3 separate regions of the Mus musculus genome follow, and regions 2 and 3 are each linked to region 1. Evidence: chromatin contacts called from public HiChIP or PLAC-seq data. All regions are on one chromosome and are shown on one strand. The core of a region is the stretch at or near the end of the contact, and the rest is flanking DNA. Distances in the headings are between cores, read along the strand shown.

Region 1 (4,623 bases), core at 917-3,416:
CAGGCTGGTGGGTGGGGTGTCTGGTTCAGGAAACTTCTTTGATGCTGTCCTAATGCCCTGACCGAGGAAGGCGAGGACCTGGCACAGGCATTGCCACCTCAGCATCGTCAGCACTGCTGCTGGCCCTTAGGTCTCTTCCACATCTCACTTACCACACCTAGCGAGTGGTTGGATTCTTGTGGTTGTGATCAGCCGGGAGGTGAATTGGTACAGCGCTTGAGTAGCATGCAGGAAGCCCTGGCTCCTGCCCTCAGTGCTGCATAAACTGATCGTGGTGGCACACGCTTTAAATCCCAGCTCTTGGGATGCAGAGGCCGGCCGGGGGATCAGGAGTTTAGGGTTCTTCAACTACATAGTAAGCGTGAGGCTAGCCTGGTCTACACAAGGCCTTGTCTCTGGAAACCACTGTCCGGCTTTGATAATGTCCTGGCCTGTGTCTGAGACAAGAGTCAGCTGATGGCAACCGGGCTGGATGCTTTATGCACTCTGCCCTGTGTCCTCTGAGCAAGAGGCCTGTTCGTTTATTTACCTTTCAGTCCTGGGGACTGAACCCAGGGTGAGCCTTGGACATACGCATAGGGGAGTGGTTACCAGTGAGCTGTGCATGAGCCCCAGTAGGCGTATCCCCCTGTCCAGTTCACTAAGAGAGCTGGGGTAATCAGTGTCTGTGGTCACCTTTGTGACCTGCCCATTTCTGTGTTCTGTGACCCCCTCCCCCAGTCACCTGCCATCCCTTGTCATGCCCTTTGAGCCCGCTCTTCCGGCTGCCCGCCATGTTGCTCCCTCCTCACGTCCCCAGCCTCCCTGATTGGTGCTTGTATGCTCTCTATTCTAACTTCTCTAAGTGTTTCTTCCTGGTGGTCCCCAATTTTTCTTAGCTTTCTGGCCTCTGTCTTCTATGATACCCACCAGGCAAAGTGTTTTTTGTCTGTTTCCTGGTATATTGACTCTCCCTTTAAAGACAGTCAGATGGCACCCACAGAACGAATTAATGAATGAGGGAGGGAACAAATGAATGTCTTCGTTTCCTTTTCTGTCAATGGAATGAAACATCTGACAAAATCATCATAAGGGAGGATGGTTTTATTGCAGTTCTTTCAGGTCCGGTCCATCAGGAAAGAGAGGGGTGTAGCTGGTCTCTGTGTCTGTAGTCAGGGAGCAGACAGGAGTGGATGCTGGTGTTCAGCTGCCGTTCTTCTCTTTGTTCAGTCTGGAAGCCCAGCCTTTGGGATTTTACCACCCATGTTCAAGGCCAGCCTACCCTGTTAAACCTCTCTGGAAGCGCCCTCATTGACACTCAGGGATTTATCTTCTATGTGACCCCAGATCTAGTTAGTTCTCTGGGAAGACTGACACTCGTGTGAATGAGCCAGCAAGTGTTAGCTTTGCTCATCCTCCCTTTGGCACACTGGTTTGGCGTGACTCTACCTCTGCCCGAGTCTATGCCCCTGCACTGATCACCCTCTGTTCTGCCCCTTCCCACACTAGGAGTTGGCCAAGAGGACCCCCGGCAAGCACCCTGACCACACCGCGGTACAGAGTGCCCTGCAGGCCATGAAGACTGTCTGCTCCAACATCAATGAGACTAAGAGGCAGATGGAGAAGCTGGAGGCCCTGGAGCAGCTGCAGTCTCACATTGAAGGCTGGGAGGTGCGTGGTCAGGGTCCTCTGCTGAGGGGGCTGGGCCCCCAGTTGGAGCTGTAGATCACGGGCTCGCTCCTCAGTTTGGCCTGCCTCGTGTGGTTGCTTACAAGTGACTTAGTTGACTCAATGAAACATAAAATCCCAGATTTTACATTTCGGTAGAAAACTTGGTAACACTGCTGTGTCTCCCAGTAGCTGTCACTGAGACGCCTGTTTCCTTAGCCTCTGTCACTGCAGGCCATGCCAACTCCCCTCAGTAACTGTGTGTGGCCTCGCCTTCCTGACACCTACAAGCCTTTGTGCTTCTTGTGCCAGCACTGAGGGCAACATTTACATATCTATCAGTATTAGTTTATTTTCCTGTCACTGTGACAAAATGCCAGATGAAAACCACGGAAGGAAGAAAGAGTTTGTTGTGGCTGGCAGCTGGGGGTGCAGCCCACCGTGATGGAGAAGAGCAGTAGCTTCGCACAGCTGGTCCCAGCACACCCACAGGAAGCCGGCAGAGGCGAGATAGCTCTCTTCTCCTTTGTACTCAGATGATGATACCACCCACGTTTAAGGTGATCTTCCCTCCTCGGTAAACACAGTCTAGACACTTCCTCACAGCCAGAAGTCTAGAAGGTGATTCTAGGTCCTGACAGGTTGACAGAATCAAGCTTTCACACACACAGTGTATGTAACTGACTTTTCTTTATCACACTTACGTGTGTGTGTGTGTGTGTGTGTGTGTGTGCATTCATGTGTGTGAGCCCAGTGTGCCACAGCATGTATGTAGAAGTCAGAGGACAACTGGTAAGAGTCAGCGCTTTTCTTCCACTGGGTGGGACCTAGGCGTTGAACTCACATCATCCGGTTTGGCAGCAAGCCCCTTCACCCACTGAGCCATCTCCTCAGCCTGTAACCAACGCACTTTCCTGACCCTTGCCTCCTACACTATTGGAAGTTTCTTGTCTCTAGAAAGCTGACAGACAGGAAATGCAACCGGTAGGAAAGGCCAGCTCCACTGGAGTGAGAGGTTAGGAGCTGAGATGAAAGATTCTGGGGACAGACGTTGCTGTCTGACACCCCCAGCCCAAGCCCCGCCCCCAACCCTACCGGGACCTGGGTGTTCCTGGATTTAATATTCCTTTCTTGTACTGGCGCCCCCCCCCCCATGGAAGGTCCAGCTGCAGAGAAGACTGGGGCTTTGTTCAGAGACTAGGGGGTGACATGTCCCCTGAACTCTCCCTCACTGGCCATCTTCCCAAGGGGAGCCCTCTAGCTCCCAGAGTCCCTTGCAGATGGACTTTGGAAGGGGCATTGAGGTTTGGCCTCGATCAAGTGGATGGTGGGAGAGATAAGGTTCCCCCTTGTGAGACGGGCTGCCACAGGAGGGCCTGGCTTTCTGTGGCTTTAGCAGTACAGCCCTCCCCCTTTCCATCCAGCTTCCCGAGCTTCTAGCTTCCTCCCTCCAGCTTCTGTTAACTGGCCTGAGTAGGTAGGGTGGTGTGTTCATCAGGCAAGGTGGCTGGTAAGGCAGCCAACCTGGCATCTGGCTCCTTTGACTGTAGGGGCCACTTGTGGCTTTACCCAAAGCAAGTGCCACATGGTCTGCCTTCCAACTGTGTCACAGGCCTCTGTCCTCAGCTCCTTGCAGTCTCTAGACACACTCTGGCACATCCTGGTTGCCATGGGGCTGAGGGGGTGACTCCGAGGAGCTCACAATGCAGTATAGACCAGGATGTGTGACCAGCCAGGCTGGGTGGGTGACTTTGCACCAACAGGGCTCTTTCCTTCCTGTGCCTTGGACATGTCTGTCACCAGCGCCCTTCCTTAACCCCCGATGGCTATCTTGCATCTCTGGAAAGAGATAAAGGAGCGGGGAGAGGGGCTAGAGACCTATTTCAAGATAGTGACATACCACCGGCTCCTTGGTGTGACTTGGTCCTTTGGACCATGCTTGGCGCCAAAGAAGCTGGGGAATGTAGGTCATTGGTCAGGCAGCCAATGCCTGTGAAACTCATTCCCCAAGATGAACCAAGGGGAGCAAGGATCTGGGCTACCTGAATGAGGGTTTCTGAGTTTGCCAGGATTCCACTCAATTCCCTCTCCTCAGCTCTCGGAATCTATATGACCTGGCCCAGCCTACCCAGGACTCCACACAGACCCACTACGTGTTGGCTCTGAGGACTCCTGCTAGCAGGACTTTCCTAGTCCCTGTCTGTGCTTGTCCTTAACACTTCTCCTGGTCCTTGGCCCCAATCTTATCATTGCTGCTCAGCACACCTGCTGTATTAGCCTGTGTGACACTCATCCCACAGAGCTTGGTGATGGATGGATCCAGCCTTCACTGGATCAAGTGCTCCCAGAATCCTGCCCTAACATTCCTACATGGCATCTGTCAAGTCCCTCCTGCATCCCGGGGAAGGTCGTTAGGTGCTAGAAATCTCCAGTCCTTACCGAAGTGCTTATCTTGTGGGGAAGGCTCAACAAGCCAGATTGCAAATAGATCACAGGGAAAGACAGACCGCAGGACACCTAGACAAAACCCAGTCCCCTAAAGGGCTGGATGCAGCCCCCTAGGGCCTGTTGTCAGCCACGTGAGTTGGTGTATCAGCTCCCTGTACCTCTGAGTGTCTCCTGTAAAAGGACATGCAGTCCACTGATGGCACTGGCCCACACAGCCCTCCATCCCATTGCCTTGGCTTCTTGTCTGCTGAGAGCTTTGAGTGTGGAGGCTGATAGGGATGTAGGGGTGTGGAGGGAAAGGTGCTTGATGGTTAGTGTTGTCAGGCTGACAGGGTCTAGAATCACCTTGGAGACAGGTACAATGTCTCCTAGCCTCCAGGTATATTGGTGAGTGATTATTTAGTGTCTGGGCATGCCTCTAAGGGCTGTCTTAGATCCATTGATGTGGAAAGATCCATTTGAGATGTGGGGGTACCATCACCTGGCTGGGATCCTGGACTGTGCAGATGCAGAGCGAGCTGAGCAGCA
Region 2 (5,025 bases), core at 1,943-4,442, 210 kb before region 1:
TAGACTGCCCACCCTTCAGAGCTATGAGAGAGGGCTGAGTGTTGTGTAGGACTCAGTTATCATAGCCCAAGCTGAGACCATTGCAACTATCCATAAAAGCAGACAACAGATTACATTGTAAGTGTGGGGCTGGGAAGTCCTACAACCCAAAGAAGCCCCTATTACTGGACAGGTGACTTTGAGCTGAGCTAGCCACTTTATTATCTAAGCCTCAGACACCTTAACTCTAAAACAAGAAGGAAGCAGCACTCAGAGGCAGATGCAGGCAGATCTATAAGTTCGAGGCCAGCCTGGTCTAAGAGTGAGTTCCAGAAGAGCTAAGGCTATACAGAGGAAACCCTGTCTGGAAAAAACAAACAGAAGAAAACAAAAACAAGAACGTTTCTTCTGAAGCTGAAAGAGGATGATTGACGGGGATGAAAAGGGTGACAGGGATGAAGACCTGGCCAGGCTGACGGCCCAGGGAGGGTGAGAGCTATCACACTTAGGACGTTAATGTGTTAGCATCAGGACTCATTCCCAAACTAAAACTCATCATGGGAACCAAACAACTAAAATAAAACTGATGTCAAATTTCCTCAGAAAGCATTCACAGCATCAAGTACTTTAGGATGAAGTAAGACTCTGCCTGCCATTTGAGAACTCCTGGCTCATTAGAAGCTTCGCATAGGACATGTACAGAATTATCTGGAATGAGAGAAATAATTTTCATTTGAAAGAACTGCTTCTGTGGAAAAAAAAACTGTCACCAACTCTAAATTGTGTTGAAAAAAAGAAGATAATGGAGTAACGATTAGACCCAGGATGCCACTTTGCAGTTCTATGGTGTGGCACATAGAACCAATAGATGACAACAGGCTCAGTGGTTAAGAGCACTGACTGTTCTTCCAGGGGTCCTGAGTTCAATTCCCAGCAACCACATGGTGGCTCACAACCATCTGTAATAGTATCCGATGTGTGCCTGAAGACAAGCTACAGTGTACTCATATACATAAAATAAATAAATCTTTAAAAAAAATAAAAAGAAATGCAAATCTGCAGGAGGCTTCGAGGACCTTGTTTCACAACTCTCTAAGCAACCCTAACAGAGTCATCTGCTCCCTGTTCCTGTTCCAGGAGTTGCTGGTAACTTCAATAACATCCAAAACTTCTTCCACTGACGGATGGGACGGCGCTAAGGTAAAGAAACTTGGAGCTGTCTAGAGGAAAAAAATGACGGCTTGGGAACTAAGGCTCCTGGGCTGCCCTGTGTCTTACAACTGTAGCACAGGCTCCCATCTCTACTCCTAGGCCTTCAGCACTTAGAGAGCTTTAGTGAGGAAGCTCCAACCACAGCCAAGCCGCATCGTTTGCAGACTGTTGGCCTCGAGTGTTCTCACTCACTCGCTCGCTCACTCACTTGCACACCCACTCGCCCGCTCGCTCAGAAGCATTTGAACGCCCCAGTCAGAACTGCGGTTACTTGTAGAAATGCACAGAACAGTGAGACCCTGAATCACAGCTGAGCTGGACGAGGAGACACAGCTCTCTTTCAGATTTTCTTCCACATTCAAGTGTTCTTTTTCTGTGATGTTTTTGCTGTGTGACTTCCACAGTTTTATCCTCTATGCTCTTTAAAACACCTCCCTAGTGTGTGAGAGGGTGCTTCCTAGAGCTAAGGAGCAAGGAGGCCGGGACTGCCTTACAAGAAACTGCAGGTATTAAATAAACTTGCACGTTATTAAAGCTGCTGGCTGTAAACTCAATGTTGATGAGCCAATGGTGCTTATTAAGGTGTCTCTAAACAGAAACGCACAGAGAATGAACTTATACACTGATCAGCTAGTCCAAAATGGAGAACTGGGAACCCAAGCCCGCACTTCCTGGGGCTGGTTAGTTCACGTTCATAGTGACTGTAGATCAGAACTGCCACAAATAATCAGATGTGGCTGTACCTGTTTCTACACCTGAGAGAACACATTAACACCATCAACGATGAGGCTGGGAGCATGTCATGTCATGTATCACATATATCAAACACAGTCAACCTACAACTGACTACAGTTTCCCCACTGGGGAAATGTGACTGTAGCTAAGGAGCACAGGCCCCTGGCCACCAGGACATCATCACACGGGAAGCTGTGGGCTGCTCCTGCACCACCTCCTGGGGCATTCTCAGTGCCAGAGCAGCACTGCTGTGGGTAATGGAGTGCTCACACCAAGGACCCCTCACACTGAGCTTAAACGTGGTACCTGCAAGCAGTCCAGGGATGTGCTGACCACCCGAGGTGACTTGGATTGGCAGGCCAGCTCGAATGGAAGGAAATACTTGTCAGCTTCAATGAAGTTTGCCTTTGGTGGAGCCGCAGCGCCAAGCCTAGGGAAAGCAGGAAAGGGGAAAGAGGTAGAATGAGGGAAAAAAGCTTGCTTCTCTCCATCTTACTGGACGCTCCCACGGTGACTGTAAGCACTTGGTTAAAAGTGCTAAAAGCGCTCGCTCTCCTGGAACTGTGGTTACAAGCTGAGTGCATGTAACTTGAGGAAGAAACCACCAGGATGTCATATGCAGAAAGCATGAGCCTTGTGAGTGGACTCACTGGCACTGGTCAGAATCTGCTGCATCCATGCTAGAGCCATGGTTCTGAGCTGTGACTGCTGGCTCCCATTAAGATAAGGAGCTAGGACTGCCAGAGCAAGCTACAGCTTGCCACAAGACAAGGCTTCTGCCTCCTTCTCAAGAGAAGGTATAAAGGCATCGACTTGGCCTTCTTTAACCACCCCTTCAAGCACATGTGTAGCACTGAGCCAGGCACCTGCCCAGCCCGGGAGCCCTGCTGTGTGAGCACTGTGCCAGTAGAGTATGTGCTGCCCCTTTAAATATGACCGTAAGCACACATGGAAAGGGGTTCCCATGGCCACCACCTGCTGCACCCCCAAAAAGGAGGAAGCACAGCTGCTTACCTCTGCTTTTCTAGTTCTGCTTTAATTTCATCTGGTGGAAGAAGAAAAAGCACATTAGGAGAACGCAACACTTACAGAAGAGTTGTTTGCTACAAGGTGTCTAGAAACCATTGAAAGGAATATTATAAGATTGTGGAACACTCAGATTTTGATATAACGTGAAGCAAAAACTTATCACAGCAGTAATGCTGGTGGCCCATGGGAGTCACTGTGCTAGCATGCATGTAAGTTCATGGTGCCTTCACTTATGCCCATGGGACCCTGTGGGTGGACACTACTGTTCCCTCTCACCACTGACAAGCTGCAGCCATCCTGTGCGCCTCTAGATGATAGAAGCATTTCCTGCCCCTGCAGTGTTATGTTGTGCTTTTTGATAAGGTCTCATTATGTAGCCAAGGCTAACTGGAAACTCGAGATCCTCCTGCCTCAGCCTGTAAAGTGCTGCCGGGAGGTACCAGCATGCTCTCCTGTAGTCTTGAATACCAAATGGTCCCTGAGCAAACACTCTCAGTGAGAAGAAAGATTTCAATGAGGAAACACAGGCATCATGAGAAAGGGGAATTTCTCCACACTACTCATTAAGAAATGGGGGAGCAAGAACCTGGACCTAGGTCTTGGCTCTGTGGTCTATGCTCTACCTTCTCTTCGTACCAGGTGTATGTAAAAATAGTTAACACAAGCCATCAACTACGCAAAACCATACACAGGAGACTGGAGACCGCTTAAGAAAATACTGAAACTAGTTAGGCAAATGTTGGAAGTTACTAAATAGTGGAGTGGAGAGGCTTGGTTCTTTTTAATTACACTTCGTTAGTTAGCTGGGGAAGGGGCATCAGTGAGGACCAGAGAGCAGCTGTCATCATCAGTTCCTGCTTCTACCTGCAGGTCCCAGGTATTGAACTCAGGTCGGCAGGCTTGACAGCAAGCACCTTCACCTATTAAGTCATTGCCCTGGCCCCTGTTGGTTTTTTCAAATTTTTTCTTTTTCTTTTATGTTTATGGGCATTTGGCTGTATCTATATCTGTGCACATGTGTGCTTGATGCCCAAACTCCACTGCAACTGAAGTTATAGACAGCTCCGAGCCTCACTGTGGGTGCTGAGAATCAAACCCAGGTCCTTTAGAAGAGCATTCAGAGCTCTAAGCTGCTGAGGTATCTTTCCAGCCCCTTCATTTTTTCCACATTTTTCAATGACCTAAACACTTTTGAGGTCAGGGCCATTGAAACAAGAGAGTACCTTATCTAAATACTCTTGACCCAACCCACCAATCTATTCCTAGTACTGCAGTATGTTGGGCCCTAAGGCACAGGTAATATCAAAGGTGAAGGAGGGAGGCAGGAAAGGGAGGAGAGGGGCAGGAAGGAAGGGAAGGAGGCAGGAAGAGAGGAAGAGAGGAAGAGAAGGAGGAACACACCTAGTCTTTCTACAAACTCTTAAGAGCAGGCAGTCTGGGTAAGGACAATAGCCATCCTAACAGAACCAAACACACTTCAAGAAGTTCTTAGTTCCATTTGCTTGGAAAGTCAAGGAACCGGGCCAGCTAGAGGTGGTAAGGTCTACACATTCTTACTGCCTGCCTAACAAAGCAGCAGGTAACTGCCCACGAGGCCTGTGACACCCGAGCTTGTGAAAGGAACAGCCAACATGGACCCTGTCCTTAAAGGACATAACTCATCCACCTCCAACAGAAGGCTACAAGACTGGCCTACAGGATGTAGCTTCCATCATCTGACATAACGCAATGGCTTTGCAAGTTCCTGTGACACACCGGATGCACCCTGCTGCCAACTCAAGTGTAAGGTTTTCTTCTGGTCAGGAGCAGCACTCTTAGGGCTCAGTCAGATGCATCAGATACGGCCAAGCCCATGCTAGAGGCTGGTGGTCTCTGAATCTCCAACCATCTGTTCTGGATACCAATGGTGCTAAGCCAGTGATACACAAATCTCACCAGTACAGCCGCTCACTGTCGATGCAAGGCACCAAAACCAACAAGACTAAACTCAGGGCTACACACTTGAAAGCCTATGCACACCAATCACGAAATGTCAGGAGAGGCATCGGGAAGAAAACATCTTAGGGACAG
Region 3 (5,085 bases), core at 393-2,892, 250 kb before region 1:
TTGTACACAGTGACCCTTGGCATTGCATTTATACTTTTATGACAGAAAATTAATTCCTCATAAAGACTGTGTACGAGGAAACACTGCCCCTCCCTCACTTAATGAATACCTTGTTTCACGCACCACTGCAGCTGCGCAAACACATCAGAGAGAAGCACTTCATGCAAAGCTTCGTAGAACTGGGTGAATACGTCACAAATAGCGTACAGTGCATGATTGCACGTGGTCGTCATCCACTCTGATTTCTGAAAGGAAAAAAAATGAATCTTCAAAACCAACATCTCTAGGGTAAGATGGCTGCTCTTGCAAGCCTGGCTGTCACTCACATAAGTATCGACATCTCAAACCTGACTGCTTCTGCTTGCTCAGAACTACTCTCTCCACCGTCAGATCCTACAGAAACAGTCAGGCGGGTGAGGAAATGTTTGCAGAAGAAAATGTCCACCCCTGTAACATTCAGACTCTGAAAACTGCATGGTGTGATAGGCTTCACTGTGGACTCACAAATATTAAACTGTCCCTTAAAATAATATGGGAAAATAAAGACAACTGCATACGGGCTAAAGAGATGGCTCAGCAGTCGAGGGCACTTGCTAGGCAATCACGAGAGCTGGAGTTCAGATTTCACAGCCTTGGAACAAGCTTACCGTCCCAGGCACCCATTGCCCCATGTGTGGGAAGGGCTGAGGGAATATGGCGCCGCTGGGGTTTGCCAAGAGGAGACAATGAGAGCCTCACATTCACCAGGAGAGCTTGACTCAAAGTAATAGTGGACTATGAAAGAGGCGGTCACCCAGCACCTTATCCTGCCCCCCCCCACACTCTTTCAAAAAATGACGGCATAAAAGTACCAGAGAAATATAAAAATGATTACACAATGACAGAAAAGAAAAGTGTCACGAATAGGGTTCTCAAAATAAAAGCCAGAAGGAAATGAAACTGAAGACCTGGTAACATAGCGTAAATAAAGACCAGCACAGGTGCTGGCCTACAGAGCCCCACCCCTGACCAAGAAGCCATCTGCAGCTGACAGTTGCCAGGAAAGGGAAATCCACTTTCCGCAATGGAGCGATACAGAGTGAGGAGTTACACTGTGTGTGTGTGTGTGTGTGTGTGTGTGTGTGTGTGTGTGTGTGTGTGTGTGTGTTTTTTAAGACAATGAGAAAGAACAAAGTTGGGTATGCGGGAAGAATGTGGGAACAGTTGGAGGAGGGGAAAACACAACCAAAATATACTGTGTGAGGAAAGTTTTAAGCTGGACGTTGGTGGTGCACATCTTTAATACCAGCATCTGGGAGGCAGAAGCAGGCGGATTTTTGAGAGTTTGAGGCTAGCCTGATCTATATATGGAGTCCAGAACAGCCAGAAAAAACTAAATAAAAAGAAAATAAAGATACCAATGAAAAAGTAAGACTACAAAGTGACCTTCGGGTCCACCCAGGCTGGAGGATGACACTGCCTCAAAAACAAAACACACAAGTGAAAAACCAACCAAACCCAGCCCCTCAACAAACAGAAGAGGAAGCAACTGGGAAAAGCTGATGACACAGGACAAAAAGCCAGGTCCAAAAAGCCAGGTCCCAATAGGAAGATGTGGTGATCAGTGGTGGCAGCCAGCCAGCCAGCCAGCAGAGCCTCTGCCCGTGCAGAGCACCGAGGTAAATGAAAGCAAAGGCTGGATAGTGTGGGGAAAGGGGAAGGCCCACAGTGCCCTGCAGACATGCAAGCCATGGTGTGTGGACATGAATGCAGAAGTTAGGCCTCCCGGATTCCTGTCCTCAATTACAAGGGAATTTAGGAACGCTCACTTCAGAGCGTCGCCCAGCGAGCATGAGGACTGAGTCCAATCCCCAGACCCCTAGAATCTGTGTAGAAAGCTATGCGGGGGCTGGGCATTGCAGAAACAAACCCTAGAGCTGGAGCACACGTGCGGACCACATGCTTCCTGCATGCTAGACAAGCATTTTTCTGAAATGAATATTTATCTATCTATTTATGATGAGGAAAAAATTACTCTAACATTAAAGAACAGGACAAATGTCTACACTAGGACTTCAACTGTATAAACTGTTTAAGTAGGAAAAGACAACATAGTGGTAGCCTCAGTTTCTATGTGATAGAGGTGTGAACTCTGTGTATCCGGAATATTTCATCTAGTGCATGTTATTTTTATGCTGGTATGAGGGGGAAATGATGTTCCTGAAATAATACATTAATAAAGGGCCAGTCAGGTAGTGATGGCACACACTCGTAATTTCAGCACTCAGGAGGCAGAGGCAGGTGGATAGCTATGACTGTGAGGCCAGCCTGGTTTACAAACTAAGTTCTAGGTCAGCCAGGGCTACACAAATAAACTCTGTCATAAAAAGACAAAAAAGAAAAAGAAAAGAAGACAGCTGTGCTTGTCTTGTCTGTGCATCTCTGCCATTGCTCTCGATCCTGCAAGACCAGGTCAGAGCGTGGCACACACAAGAAGAGCAGCCATGAGCCTGCAGAGCTGGCAGGCAGTGTCCAGGTCCAGGAGGGCAAACCATGAGGAACTTCCTCTCCCTTTTCCCAGAAAGGGATCTCCCAGAACTAGCTGACACTGGTCTAAGATGGTCAGTGCTTCTGTCCACTTGTAGAAGCATCTTAAATAGTTGTTAAGTTGTTAAACCCCTGTTATCTGGCAAGACAACCCCAAGGAGGAGGCCGGCCATGGGCCCATTACATCTACTCACAGGCCACACTGTAGACATCACCCACCTCTGACTGTTGCTCAGGGAGTTTCATGTTGTCAAAAATTCGAAACACGATTCTGAACAGGTCCTGCCACCAGTGCTTTGCAAAGGTGTGGCCATAGCTCTTCATAATCTCAAACATGACCGTGAGTCCCCTGGGGGAAAAATAAAGGAGAGCAGGGAGAAGGTGAGGAAGAAATGGCCAAACTGAGATGGAGGCAAGGGTCAGGGAGGGGAGGTGTGAACCTGGGGTGGGGTAAGAAGCGACTCATTTTAACATTGATGTCCAGCTGCCTTGGGGATCCAGTTACCTTGTGCGTACATCTAACTTGCATCTGTTAATGATGCAGGAGAGTTCAAACAGGATGGGAAACCAGCCTCTGACCCAGACCCTGTCACCAGGAGCCACATTCATATCATCACTTGTGTACTCTTGCAGCACCTGAAATGAAAATCATGTCTCAGATGTAGTGTAAGCAAGCAGGAGGGGTCAGAAAAGCAGCCACACAAAGACTGAGGCTCTAGACAATCTTTTCCCAAACTCTCTTCCGAAGTCTAGAAGGGGAAATCCCAGAGACCGAGGGAGACATTCCCCTGCCCACTGAAGGTGTCATTCCCATGAGCCTACAGACCAGAGGGAGGCAGCTCACAAGAGCACTGGGGCAGAGAGTGAATGTTACATTAAGAAACATGCTAAGGGGCTGGAGAGATGGCTCAGCTGTTAAGAGCACTGACTGCTCTTCCAGAGGCCCTGAGTTCAATTCCCAGCAACCACATGGTGGCTCACAACCATCTGTAATGGGATCCGATGCCCTCTTCTGGGGTGTCTGAAGACAGCTACAGTGTACTCATATACATAAAATAAATTAGTAAGTAAATCTTAAAAAGAAAAAGGAAAGATGCTAATGATCAACGGCTGCTAAGTACCCAGAATTCCTTGTGTTTCCAGAAATCACTGCGACATAGTACTCAATAGCAGCTACTACTAGTTACAAAGAGCTTGCTATGTGCCCATTTTACTGACAAGCTGCCTGGCTCACAGGCACTGACACCTAAGTGGTTGTCCATTATGTAGCCCGGCTGGGAGGATTTCCACAGCCTGGTGCAAACCTCCACATCAACTAGGATGTCTGTGTTCCCATCATTTCAATGCTTTGGAACCAACCCTTAATTGTTCCCAGGTCTTACCCGGAAAGATGAGACATATAAGAAAAACCCAGGGCTGGTGAGATGGCTCAGTGGGTAAGAGCACCTGACTGCTCCTCCAAAAGGTCCGGAGTTCAAATCCCAACAACCACATGGTGGCTCACAACCATCCGTAAGGAGATCTGACGCCCTCTTCTGGTGTGTCTGAAGATAGCTACAGTGTACTTACATATAATAAATAAATAAATCTTTAAAAAAAAAGAAAAACCCAAACTTCTCCAGAAGCAAACAGAAGGCGTCTTCCCCCCTTTCCTTTCTTAGAGAGGGGGGTTTAGGGTGGGCTCTGTTGCATGCAAAGCTCTGTCACAAACCTCCATGACCAATCCACAGATGCAATTTGGAACTGTGATTTCTCAGCGTGTCAGTGGCAAATGTCATTTCTTAAAAGGGAGAGTTTCTTTTTTGTTTTGTTTTGTTTTGTTTTTTTCGAGACAGGGTTTCTCTGTATAGCCCTGGCTGTCCTGGAACTCACTCTGTAGACCAGGCTGGCCTCGAACTCAGAAATCTGCCTGCCTCTGCCTCCCAAGTGCTGGGATTAAAGGTGTGTGCCACCACGCCCAGCTCTTTTTTGTTTTTGAGAAAAGGTCTCACTATATAACTCTGGCTGTCCTGGAACTCACTCTTTAGACCAGGATGACCTCAAACTCTCAGGGGTCCCCCTGCCTCTGCCTTCTGAGTGCTGACATTAAAGGTGTGCACCTCCACTCCTGGTTCCTCTGGTTAATGTTATGTCTGTGGAGTGTGCACTGAGTATGAGCGTGCGGAGCCCAGAGGCTGTCTGATCCTCTGCAGCAGGAGTTACCGACAGCTGAGAGCTATAGAATGTGGGTGGTGCTGGGACCAAACTCAGGTCCTCTGAAAGACAGCAAATGCTCTTCTCCACCACGTCACCAAAGCCCAACGGTTTCCTCTCCTTCATAACGAACATCGAGCTTCTTGACCTTTCTGCCTAAATGCGACAGCTAGGACACTGTCACCTTTTAGGAGGACAGTCTGCAGAAAAAAAGCTCAGTATGAACAACTGCCAGGTGTAATGGTAACTGCATGGAATCCCAGCACTCAGCAGACTGAGGCAGGAGGATTGCCTTAAGTTTAAAGCATGCATACCCAGCACCAGTGGAAAGAGCTTTCTCTGTAGTTTTGGCCCCATGACTTTCTG

What was found. HiChIP or PLAC-seq counts read pairs in DNA pulled down with a chosen protein or histone mark.
Region 2: an H3K27ac HiChIP or PLAC-seq map of large pre-B cells shows a contact between it and region 1, with 3 times the contacts expected there. The contact joins two enhancer-like sites. A contact is called at or near these places in 1 of 484 Hi-C or Micro-C datasets (bone marrow-derived macrophages), 1 of 115 datasets of contacts at active chromatin or transcription factors (large pre-B cells) and 1 of 9 other capture datasets (liver).
Region 3: a contact with region 1 is called in an H3K27ac HiChIP or PLAC-seq map of large pre-B cells, with 2.6 times the contacts expected there. The contact joins two enhancer-like sites. A contact is called at or near these places in 1 of 484 Hi-C or Micro-C datasets (bone marrow-derived macrophages), 2 of 115 datasets of contacts at active chromatin or transcription factors (embryonic stem cells and large pre-B cells) and 1 of 9 other capture datasets (adipose tissue).

Annotation. Positions count from the first base shown.
Region 1 is chr2:166,618,199-166,622,821 of GRCm38.p6, reverse strand. Prex1 (phosphatidylinositol-3,4,5-trisphosphate-dependent Rac exchange factor 1) reads left to right here. Exons shown (of 40, transcript NM_177782.3): 6 at 1,489-1,650. Among named protein-coding and RNA genes, the nearest start is that of Gm29679, 56 kb to the right of the region's middle. Within about 2 kb of position 2,166, at least 84 of the 459 cell types and tissues checked have an H3K27ac peak or open chromatin away from gene starts, as enhancers often do.
Region 2 is chr2:166,824,873-166,829,897 of GRCm38.p6, reverse strand. Arfgef2 (ADP-ribosylation factor guanine nucleotide-exchange factor 2 (brefeldin A-inhibited)) reads right to left here. Exons shown (of 39, transcript NM_001085495.2): 2 at 2,941-2,971; 3 at 2,233-2,356. Among named protein-coding and RNA genes, the nearest start is that of Arfgef2, 22 kb to the right of the region's middle. Within about 2 kb of position 3,192, at least 45 of the 459 cell types and tissues checked have an H3K27ac peak or open chromatin away from gene starts, as enhancers often do.
Region 3 is chr2:166,871,653-166,876,737 of GRCm38.p6, reverse strand. It overlaps Arfgef2 (ADP-ribosylation factor guanine nucleotide-exchange factor 2 (brefeldin A-inhibited)), which reads right to left. Exons shown (of 39, transcript NM_001085495.2): 29 at 3,032-3,162; 30 at 2,746-2,875; 31 at 110-245. Among named protein-coding and RNA genes, the nearest start is that of Cse1l, 32 kb to the left of the region's middle. Within about 2 kb of position 1,642, at least 72 of the 459 cell types and tissues checked have an H3K27ac peak or open chromatin away from gene starts, as enhancers often do.